Regions from separate parts of the Mus musculus genome. Here region 1 is linked to region 2. A link is a contact called in public promoter capture Hi-C data. All regions are on one chromosome and are shown on one strand. Each heading gives the region's core, a stretch centred on a gene start, on an enhancer-like site or on the middle of the called end of the contact. The rest is flanking DNA. Distances are from core to core; before and after follow the strand shown. Region 1 holds the start of Sctr (secretin receptor). Region 2 holds the start of Tfcp2l1 (transcription factor CP2-like 1).

Region 1 (6,091 bases), core at 248-2,747, 1.4 Mb after region 2:
CCATAGATCACAAAGATCTGTCCCAGCATCACATGAAACCAGTTGTGATGGAAAGTATCTGCAGTCCCAGCACTTGGCATGTGGATCGGAGGACCAAACACTCAAGGGCACCCCCAGCTATATCAGAGGGAATTAAAGGCAAGTCTGGGCTAGAGACGCTCTCCAAAAATAATAAGGTCTAGAAGGAATTGGAGAGGGTACTGGGATTCAAAGCTGGCTGGGGGCTTGTTGATAGTTTTAGATTTGCACATGCTGTAAAGAGGCAAAGTATCCTGAAGGATATGCCGAAAGAAAGGGGAAGGAGGGAGACTTCTTTCCCTTCGGCATTTGACGAAATTTTCATTTTCTGAAGATTTGTGTCTAACCTTGAAACCTGCCTCCGTGAGATGCTAAGTGTGTCTACAAGAGGGCCAGGAAATTGGCTCAGTCTGTAAAGTGCTTGCCGTGCCAGTGTGAGGACCTTATAAAAAGCCAGGCATAGCAGTGTGTGAGCACTAGCTATCCTGGCACTGGGGAGGCAGAGAGAGGAGGACCCCTAGGGCTCAGTGGCCAGAGGTGTAGCCAAGTAATGAGCTTCAAGTTCACTGAGAGACCTTGCCTCAAAAGGTAAGGGAGGAGTGACGGAGGAAGAACGTTCACTGCCGATCCTTAATCTCTACACACACCTCCACACAGGCGTGCACACAGGAAGTATTGATATAACTTACCCCAAAGCCAAGCACAGCCTCTCCCCTCCTCAGGATGACCTTTAAAACACCATTGGAAGGACATATTGAATATCTAGGGTTCTGATGGTTGGGACTTTGGTTTAATGTCCCACTTTCTGCTACTGTGTGACTGGGGCACTGAATTAGAACTAAAGAGGCCATTGACATAAAAGAATGGTCCCTCTCTTTCCCAGGGAGGGTGACGTTGAAACTTGGAGAATGTACAGAACGGTATTTTCCCATAGCATAGCGGCCACCACAGTCTCCACCATCTCCTCTCACACAGAGCAGTGCTGTTTGTTGGGCTGTCGGCGGAAGCCTTGGGTTTGATCTCTAGCTCTGCATGCGCTGGGTGTGGTGACTCTAATGCTAGAAAAATCACTGGAAGCTAAGGAACAAGAGTGTTCTGTAGGACCAAGTTGAGGTAGACTTAATTCTGTTTGTATAAAAGTCAGCCTGGGAAATGGTGTAGGAGACCACATCTGTAATCCCAGGGTTAGGAAAATTGAGGCAGGAGGTCTGAGAGTTCAAAGTAAGCCTGGCTTATATAGTGAGACCATGTCTCAATCGAGGATAAGAAAAGAAAAGAAAAGAAAAGAAAAGAAAAGAAAAGAAAAGAAAAGGTGTTGCCTACCTTGTCACTGCTGAAGGCACGTGACTTAAGTCCTCCAGAGAAAGTACTTTCTGGATTGGAAGGGAAGGAGGGAGGTTGCAGCTGCCTCTATGCGGGTGTCTAGGGTCCCTCCTCCTCTCTCCTCCCTTCCAGCTCTGTGCCGCCCCCCAACCCCTCCCTGCTATTCCCTGCAGGGTGGAGTCGCGAGCTGTCGTCCAGTCTTTATCAATAGGCACTGCAGGTTAGTTAACAGTCTTGCCACCTCCTTCAGGGAGCAGCAGTCCCTAGCCTGGCTGTGGGTCTGGTCGGATTGGGTAGGTCCAGCCATGGCTTCTCTGGGCTTGGGGGTCGCCCAGGGTCCTGGACGACATGCAGGACGCTGAGCTGGACACAGAGACGGACACCCAGCTCCTGAAGAGGCCAGAGCACAAAGGGGATCAACAGTGGGCGGAGCATGCTCAGCACCATGAGCCCCCGGCTGTCACTGCTTCTGCTGTGGCTGCTGCTGCTCATCAATGCAGCGCACCCTGTGAGTACCCCGCCCCGTCCCCGCGCCCCCGGATGTGGACCCCACGGACCAGTCCACGGTCCTCTATCCGGCCCTAGGAGTTACGGGGAGCAGCCGATCTCTCTTCCCTTAACATACTATCGTCCACTCTGACGGAGCCCTCTTCTCTCCAAAGGCAAAAACTTCAAGGGCTCTGTGTGAGGCTCACTCCCCTCACCTTCGCTCATCCCTTCCCGCCGCTAAACTCACTTCTTTCCAGAAGACAATTCTGTAGCCGCCCCGGCAACGATGCGTGCTAGACATTTGCACTCTAGGGTTTTGTCAAAACACCCTCGTTCCCTTTTGAGACCCGTGGTCTCAGGCACCGGCCAAGGCTCAGAAAGGGGGCGGGAAAGGCTTACTGTCAGAATAAAGCCAGAACCACATTGTTCAGGCTAGTAGCGGTTTTTTGTTTTTTCACGTGCTCCGTTGTGCAGATGGGAAATTTTAGTTTTTCCATCTGTGTGGGATCATTTCAGCCCTCTGTGACCTGGAGGGACTGACTTTCTAAAGTCTGCCCGTCTTGGGAGCAGTAGGTCGCAACAAACTCGGGTAGGAGAGGAAGAAGGTTGGAGGAAGGGGAGAGAGAGGCCAGGCGGGTAGTGGTTTGTGTTGCTTTCCCATAGAAACTTCTGGGAACTTTCCCCTGGGATATCTGAGTGAGAGACAGGCTGCACTGAGGCTGGCAGGATGGGAAGAACTGGGAAGAAGGTCAAAGCTGCCGGGTTGGACTCCAGGGTTACCACAGGGAATGGATCCTGGAGCTGCCATCTGGGTCAAAAACATTGTTTCCCGTTTCCTGGGACATTTTTGTTCTGTGCCAGGGAGGCAGGAGCAGGTTCAGCTTACATTTGTGTCTCAAAGGTGATGATCTCGGGAATAAACGGATGGGGAAACTGAGGCTTTGCTTGGTTCAAGTCTTCACTGCACCTGAGACGGCTGCTTGTGTATGTCTGTTCAAGTCCCTCATTTTACAGCCGATCAAAGCCCTCAGTGGGAGACCTGCTTTTGATCAGCATGTTAGGAGCCAGGCTGGGACTAGTGCCCAGATCTTTAGACTCCTCACTTTGGAAGGAGGGGGTGGGGTCTGGCCTGCCTGAGGTTTGTTCTGTTCCTTGTACACCTTGTATTTGCATGTCACTAACACACACATGGGCAGTGTGGACATCCCTAGGAGAAAGGCTTCACGTGGGCCTCTGGTTATTGTGTGGGCTTATCCAGACCTGTGATTCTATCTCTTGAGGATTGTGGTAGAAAACGCCTTTAATAAATGAGGGTGGAAGGGCCTACTTTGTTGGACTATTTCCCAGCTTCTGCAACTTTTCCTTTCGCTCCTTTGACTCTGAGTGCTTGGCTGTTGGATTTTGAGATTCGAGGATAATAAAGACAATTTCTTCCTTCCTTTTGGCATTCCCTCAGAGGGACATCATAGGTGTCTTCCAAAGAGACCACTAAAACTGACGTGTGTGGTCCTAGCCCCCGTCTTCGCCTCTTCCTACAGGGGAGGTTTCAGAAAGTTCTTTTGCAAGTGGAAACCGAAAACAGTGACTGCTGAAGGGGTTTACCATAAGAAACTGAGTGCATCACCTCTGCTGGTTTGCTCCATACAGCTAATTTGTGTGTGCAGGAGCCTGGATATGCATGTGGAGGCTGGAGAGCCTCTTCTGGCTTTTATTCCTCATGTGCTAGCCACCCTGGTTTCTTGACGCCAGGCCTCTCCCTGCCCTGGGACTCACCAAGTACAACAGACAGACTGGTCAGTAAGAGCTGGGGAGTCTCCTGTCTCCACTTCCCTAGCTCTGGCTAGTATGGCTTATGGTTTTAATGTCAACTTGCCACAAACTAGAATTACCAGGCATGCACATGGTACACAGACATACATGCAGGCAAAATACCCATGAATATAAAAATCTTTTAAAGCACATTATGTCTCTATGCTAGCTCTATTGTTTCTTATTATAATATTAATAATATATTTTGATCATATTCACTCCCCATGTCTTCCCTTAACTCTTCCTGGATTCATCCCAGCCCCTCCCAAGCTTACCACCCTCCTCTCTCTCTCTCCAGTAACCCACTGAGTGGAATTTGTGCTGCCCATATAATTGTGGTATGGGCCAATCCTCTCTAAAATGGGGACCTACCAGGATCCACATCCCTGAAGAAAACTGATTCCCCCCGCCCCCATCTCCATTTCAGTGATTAACTGCCTGTAGTTCCTCAACTAGAAGTGGAGGGTCTCATACGTCCCTCTCTCATACCTCTTGCTATGTTCACTGCCTCGATTTGTTTAGGTAACCAGGGCTACAGTGACTTCATGTGTGTGTCTGCCCCGGCATGTCAGGAAAACACTGCCTTATGCCTTATGGCAGTACTCTGTAACTTCCGGCTCTTGTAATCTTTCTGACGCATGATTCAAACAGGGTTTCTTAACTTTGACACAGTTTTGTTTTTTGTTTTTTATATTTTGGTTTTTGAGACAGGTCTCATGTAGCCCAGGATGGCCTCCAATTCCCTATGTAACTAAGGACCATCTTGAATTTCTGATCCCACTGCCTCTGCCTACTGAGTACAGGTTGCTGGGTTGGGGTTGGGGTGGAACCGGGGTTTCATGTATACTAGCAAGCACCAGCTAAGCCACACCCCCCAGGTCAACCTTGATGCTTTTGACATATGGACAAGATATAGTAGTTCTGTGCATTGTATGAGCCTGAGTGGCATCTCTGGTCTCCCTAGATTAGGCACCAGGAATACCTCTGCAAAGCCGTGACAACAGAAAATATCATCAGGCACTATCATATACTCTATGAATACAAGGAGGGGAATTGCCCCTCTGTGACAGCTACTGCTTTAAGGTCTGTTGTGTTTCTGAGAGGTACATTAGCAGGACTAAAAATAGTTGTTGCTGATTGGATTTGAGGCACTGTGATGACAGAGACTTTGAGTCCAGTGATGGAAACAGGCTATTAGAATTTGGATTGTGTGTGTGTGTGTGTGTGTGTGTGTGTGTGTGTGTGTGTGTGTATGTGTGTCTGTGTGAAAATGTGTTCGGAGGCCAGAGGTCAACTTTGAGCATCATCCCTCAGAATCCTGTCCATCTTGGTTTTTTGAGACAGAGTCTCACTGAGGTTTGGAACTCAGTGATTTGGCTGGGAAGAGCGGTCTGAGAACACTAAGGACCCACCTCTCTCTACTTCCCACTAGTGACATTTTAAGTATGTGTCACTATGCTTGGCTTTTTTATGTGGGCTCTTGGGAATTGAACTCAGGTCGTTGAACTTAGAATGCAGTCGCTTTACCCACTGAGCTATCTCCCCGTCCTCATAGCTTAAACCTTATATACTCCCCCAAAGGTCTGTGTGTTGGACTTGTTGCCCAGCCCATAGAACAATCAGGAGATAACCATACTTGGGAGGTAGAGTCTAATGGGAGGACGTTAGGGGATACTGTGACCCTGGCCCTTCCTTTACTCCTTTCTGCTTCCTGGCTATCCTGAAGCAGGCAGTGTCCTCTGTCATGTGCTCTCTCTATGATAGACTCTGATGCCACCAGTTCAAATGACACTCTAGGTCAAAATACATCCTTTCTCCTTAGCTGATTTTCTCTGCTACTTCGTCAGAGCAGTGGGAAGCTAACTAACACATAAGCATAGCTAAGAGACTGCAGAGAATGTGTTGTTCTCACTGCCCTGCTTTGGCATTTTCTCCTTGTCCCTGCTTTCTCATCGATGGCTCCGAAAGAGACTCTCCAACATCGGAGCCAGCTTCCCAGTACCCCTGCTGGTCTGAGTGGTTAGCGGTCTGCCGTTCTGCCGCTGTGGTGGCCCCTTCCAGTGTCTCATCACTGGGCCCCAGTCTCCGTGCAGTGTTAAGGACACTGACCTTCACCTGGCTCTGGGGTACCCAAGGCAAACTCACAACACTAAGATCCTATCTACCTGTACTTGCTTACAATAAATACAAGGCAGCTCAGCACTGGGTAAACCTGAAAAAGTGAGACGATCCTGGGGCTGCTGGCTTCAACAGACCACTCTGACATAACACTCTGAACACTAATGGGGATAGGTAGGCCTAGTCAGTCGTGCCTGCAGCCCAGACCATCCTGTCCCTTATAGGAACATGAGTCTGTTAGGATGGGAACCTGGCCTCATAACCTCAGTTAACCCCAGGACTCTCTCTGGAACCTTCCACCTTGCTCCCCTCACCCTCTGCTCTCAGAGACATG
Region 2 (5,808 bases), core at 439-2,938:
GGAGAGTTTCAAAGGCAGTCTTGGTCTCACCACCACACACACATGGTTCCCATAATAGTAACACTTCCCTCTGTCATCTTCTGCTTGTCCACTTGCCTGGCTAGAATGATAGGAGCCTCTGGAAGGGCTGGCTTCTTGACATTATCCTAGGGTGCTCTCCTTTTGAAAGCATGTCCCCGTTCTGGTCCCTGATGGAGAACTTAGTGCTCAGGATGTTGGTTACAGAATTCTTTAGTATCGGTATCTGGGAGAGCTGGGAAGGGAAGAGGTGATCACTTTCCAGTTTCTCCCATGAGAGCTCTAGGACTAAAATGGCCTTTGCATTGTCACACATCCACAGAGTTGGGTGTGATAGCTACAGGAATGTTGCCCAACCCCTGACACATGTGACCTCTAGGAGCATCAAGAGCAGCAGAGGTGGTCCCTGGAGAGGCAGACAGGGAGTATCCCAAGGGTTTCTCACAGAGCAGCAACCTGTGGCTGGAGACAGTGCAGAGCCAGCAAAGGAAGGGGGACTTGTGTGCCTATGCTTGCAGGCCCAGGAAGTCTTTATAGACTCATTCAATTAAGCAGAACGTATGCCTAATGAGGTCCTGAGACATCACCCTGTGGGTTCACCTCTAGGAACTGTGTACCTTTCTGCTTGCCCATCTACCCATGGCCTACTACTGTTCACATTCAGGCAGACTCGACTTTCCAAAAGCCAATTATAAAGAACATCCAAAATCTTAAAGGAGCAGAAAGGTGGCAGGCACAGCAGCACAGCACAGGTCCTTGCTGAGTTGCATAGCCAGACTCCCATTGTAGAAGAAAAAGAAATGACTCCTGCAAGCTGTTTACACTGCACACACACTAAGGCACAGTGTCCTTCCCACACACACCCACCCACCCACCCACCCACACACAGAGACTTAAAAACAACCCTATTAAAGGAAGTGGAAAGAGAATCTTACCTCCCGTTGCCTCCCGTGTTTCTGACACCTGGACACTTCATCCCATCTCCTAAACTCTTCTGCATGTCACACGAGCCCAGTTTGTCAAAGAAGGACTGTCACAAACCTGTCTGAAACTTTCTTTTCTGATGCTTCCTAGGCTCATCTGGACTCAGACTAAGGACTGATTCTGGGCTCTGAGTAAGAGGCCCAGGCATCTCTTTTAAGTTTATTTTTATTATTTTATTTTATATACTGTGCAGCAGAAGATGACCTTGAATTTTGGATCTTCCTGCCTCTACCAGTGCAGGGATTAGAGACCTGTTGTACCACACCTGGGCTTAGAGCTTTGTGTATGCTAGGTGACTTCATGTATGATATGCTCAGTGAGCTAGTCATGGAGTTAAAGACAAGTAAAAGCAACAGAGAAAAAAGGGTATAAGGTCAGTGTTCAGAGCGAGGAAAAACAAAAACGTTAAGGGGAGTGCTTAGGTGCTCCTGGCCACAATCTCGCCCTGAGCAACTGCCTTGGGCTCAGCGTGGAAGCTCAGAGGCCAGTAGGCCACAGCGAGAGTGGCTGTGTCCCCAGGGTCAGTAGCTAAGCAAGTGCCAGCTCCCAGAAAGGCACAGCTCCGGCAGGTGCGGCTCAGCGCCTCCCTCCGGCCGTGCTAGCCGTAGGGACGGCCCTGCAATAACCACGCCCCTAATGCCACGCCCACCTGACGGCCTATAAAAGGCGCCGGCCGCAGCCCACTCAGGTTCGAGTGGGTGCTGCTTAAAGGTGGACGGCGGCCAGGGTTGCCGCGTCCAGCTCGGTGCCACGCCCCGGCCGGTGCTGCGGAAGCCTCAGCCATGCTGTTCTGGCACACGCAGCCCGAACACTACAACCAGCACAACTCTGGCAGCTACTTGCGGTAAGACGTGGCAACACCTGCCTACGATCGGGGTCCGAGCGCTGACTAACCTCAGGCCTCCAGAGAAGGGCCCTCCGGGAGGCCCCTAGGGAATGGTCGGGGAAGAGGCGCACTGATGCCCGCGGGCTGCTTCTTCGAGGTTTCCTTGCCACTCGCTGTGTCCCCAGCCGGGTTTCGTCGCCTTTCCTCTCCCTTCCCCACTCCAATAGGAGAAATAAACTTGCCTCATCTATCAGGAGCTGGAGTGTCCCGGGAAGCCAGGCCCCGCCCGCTCTTTGCTCTTCTCGGCCCTTGGGCCCACAGGTGGATAGCGGGAGCAGGTCTGCGCTGCAGCCCTGAGGGCTCGGGCTTCAGGGGGTGGCTGCCCTTGCTCGGGGTCAACTTGGTATGGCCCCTAGAAATCTCCTCTTCTGTGGGGATTTCGCTAGCGCACTTTAAGGGAAGAGGGTCCCGCGGGATTTTGCAAAGTTCTCTGAACTCCCTCTTTTAGGAAATAGAACTTCCTCACCTCCCCAAATTGCTTTGGTGACTCCGGGATTCTTTGATTTTTTTATCCCCCTCGCTATGGTGCAGCTGGCTGCAGGGCTAATAGGCAGGCATTTCTTTTTCTGAACTCGCCAGAACCAGCTTCAACCTGTCTTTATTTCCATCCTAGTCACAGTTTATTATATGTGCCGTACTTAACCCAAAGTGTGTTTGATGTGGGCTCAAGAAGACATCCCAGGGGCTGTCAGCCCTAACTACAGACCCTTAAGTGCTTCTTTGGACCCCCCCCCCAAGTCTCCTCTTTTGGATTTCTTTGTTATTTGTACTTCCTGGCTTCTGATTCATGTATGTTCAGAACTCCTCTAGGAAGACATGCCCCTTCTTAGAAAGCCGAGGGTTGGCCAGGTTTCACTGGTGTATCTTCAGTTTTTTTTTTTTTTTCTTTTAAAAAATAACTCCAAACCATTGAAAATGGTAATCAAACTAGGGACATGAGACTGCAGATCCCGGTGGTGGTGTTGAGCCCACAGTTAAAATTGCTATAGAATAAATATATGCTAACTGTATTACACTCTATAGGGTTACCTGTGGTTTCTTTTGGATTGTTGTGAGTAGCCATTAGGTATTTAATCTCATCCTATCTTAAAAATGAAGTTGAAGGTGACCTTGAGCGGAAGTATTTGAAATCTAGTTGCATAAAACATTATCCTTGTTTGAGGCGTGGTGTGGTTTATGTATCTGTGCCTGAGATGGAAGTTTTGTGAGCCAACTCAGATACTTTTAAGATTTTGACTTAGCATGAAAGGAGGAAGGCAAACGTTGAGGTTGAGAGCCTGAGAGCCACTACAAAGCAGCACTGTTTCTTTGGGTGCTTTGAGGAAGCAATGGGTAAAGACCAACCATACTCCCCACTGGAAGCTGGTGTTGTTTTTGTTTTTTACCTTCAAGTAGTTTGACTTCCTTGCGCCCTGTGTATCTGTGTTAGTGCAAGAATATTTTTCTTTGCTTTCCTTGTTTTTCTTTTTCAGAATTTAAAATTTTAATTTCATATTATTATTTTTTAATTTTTATTGTTTTTTTGTTTGTTTATTTTTTTGTAGTGCTGGGATGAACCTTGGGCCTTACGCTTGTTCTTCCATTTTGATAACTTCTGGCCCTCCTTTTTTATTATCAGTTTTTGTTCTGCTAGAAATTCTACAAGCCATCTGATTTCAATGAATAGTGGGTGGCCTTTAAGCCCTCCCTCTCCTTTCTGTTTGATGTTCTGGTGACTTTTATTCCTTGGCAAATAAGGACAGCAGGCCAGAAACAAGTTACTGTTGAATGATGGCTCTTAACTAATTCTCTCTCTCTCTCTCTCTCTCTCTCTCTCTCTCTCTCTCTAATTTAAAAGTAACTGTGCCTGGGTTATTAACTTACATGGTCTGGGCAAACATGAAATTATGCAATTCTCAGGGTAGCAGGATGATACTTCTTTCTGTGTTCCTTAATAACTGCCCAGGCTGGAAAAGAGGAAAGATTTGCTTCCGGTGGAGGTGAAACTGGCCAGCCCTGATAATACTACTCTGGGCAACAGACAGGAATAGCAGGAAAAAAAAAATACACACAGGGAATGTCTCCCAGGTGTGCCCAAAGGCAAGCTTTCTGAGAACCTGTTAGGTACTGTTGGGGTGTGTGCTGGGTTATATTTCATGGACACTCATTTATGATGCTGTACAGGGAACACATCGTACTGGTGACAGTGCAGTGAAGCGGGGTCAGCTGATCTGATTCATGGAGATGGGAGGAGGGTCATCAAGATCGGGCGGGGCATCTTTTGGTAGTTGTTTCTGTGGCAACATAGTTTAGAATCTTTAAGGAAGTCTCACCTGCCTGTAGGTCATTCTGCTCCTCAGGGATTTTATTGTTCCTAGCAAGGACACCTATCTGAAGTCCCAGCAACTCAGCCAGCAGGACAGCTCCGTGAGTCTGAACAGCTCTGTGAGTCTGGGAGTTCAAAGCTAGCCTGGGCAATGTACTGATAACTTCTTGAAGAAGTTTAAAAACAAGTTCCTCTGTCACAGGGTGATTGGAGGCTGAGGTGTACATGTATGTATGATGTGTGTGTGTGTGTGTGTGTGTGTGTGTGTGTTTCCCAGACAGGGTCTCATTATGTAGCCCTAGCTGTCCTGGGACTCACTCAGCTTGGTCTGGAACTCACAGAGAGCCACCTGCTTATAAAGACTAGTCTTTAATAATGTTCCTCAGCTACCACACACTGTGTTTTGAGGTTGGAGCTCCTACCTGTCTGGAACTTGTTAAGCAGATTAACTGCCTAGCCAGTGAGCCTCAGGGGGGTCATCCTGTCGCATCTTCCCAGCACTGGGAGATGTGTAGTTAGCACACACTAACCACACTCAGCTTTTGCAGGCCGTGCCCTCTGGGATTGAAACTAGGTCCTCACTGTAAAGCAAGTGCTTTACAGGCTGTCTCCCCAGTCCAGGGCTAATGTTTTGGTGTAGGGAGCATTACTTAGAGATGAAGGAAACAGCTTTTTGAATACTTTTAGATTTGTCACTTGGGTAAGAAAACTGAAATCAAGGTTTTCTATCTTCATAGTATTTTGGAGAGTTTTTTTAAAAAAGAGCTTTAAAAAGGGGAGCTATGGGCCTGCAGTATGGCTCAGCATGTAAAAGGTGCTTGCTGCGAAGCCTAAAGACCCTAATCCAATCCTAGGAATCCACATGGTAGCAGGAGAGAACCGGCTTCCAAAAGTTGTCCCTTGATATTGATGTGTGTGCACATGCTGAGTGTGCACTTGTTCATATGCACATGTGCCTGGTCACACAAATAACTAACTAAATACATACATGTTAAAAATCCCCGTTTTGGAAGAGATGAAGGTGTGCATCCATCTGGGTGAGGAAGCTAACAGCTCTTCAGTTGTGAGTTTACAGTTATGGAGTACTGCCAACTGTTGAGACATAGAAGGGTTGATTCAAGAATAAAAGTTGAGGCTGGGGAGGTATGTAAAGGTGCCAAATTTGACCTAGCTTCAGTCTCTGGCACCCACATACCAGGGCAGAACTGAATTTTGCAAGTTGTTCTGTGACCTCTACACATACACACACCCACTCGCCCACTAGATAGATAGATAGATAGATAGATAGATAGATAGATAGATAGATAGATAGATAATGTAAAAAAGGAATAATATAGTTCAGATGTTTGTCCTGGAAGAAGTTTTTTTTTGTGTGAGTGCTTACGGACAGAAATGAGGTACCCATGGCTAGGGGTATAGCTCAGTGGTAATGCACTTGTCTGGCATGGACACAGTTCTGGTTCAGTCCCTGAGCACTGTATCCTTCCCCCAGAAAGAAAGGAGGGGAAAAAAAGGAAAGGAAGAAAGAATAATGTCACTTAGGTTTGGGGAGGTAGGCAACAACTTTACACCTCCACATTTCCAGGCCTTGGGTGAACAGATCATGAAAGCCAGT

What was found. Promoter capture Hi-C pulls out the DNA fragments that hold promoters and counts their contacts.
Region 1: a contact with region 2 is called in a promoter capture Hi-C map of hippocampal neurons, with 5 times the contacts expected there. The contact joins the promoter of Sctr here to the promoter of Tfcp2l1 in region 2. A contact is called at or near these places in 6 of 39 promoter capture datasets (the 3T3-L1 cell line, the HPC-7 cell line, cranial neural crest and 3 more).

What each region holds. Positions count from the first base shown.
Region 1 is chr1:120,005,483-120,011,573 of GRCm38.p6, forward strand. It overlaps Sctr (secretin receptor), which reads left to right and starts at 1,498. Exons shown (of 14, transcript NM_001012322.2): 1 at 1,498-1,849. The coding sequence starts at 1,775. It also overlaps a transcript of Cfap221 not described here.
Region 2 is chr1:118,626,257-118,632,064 of GRCm38.p6, forward strand. Tfcp2l1 (transcription factor CP2-like 1) reads left to right here and starts at 1,689. Exons shown (of 15, transcript NM_023755.2): 1 at 1,689-1,846. The coding sequence starts at 1,785.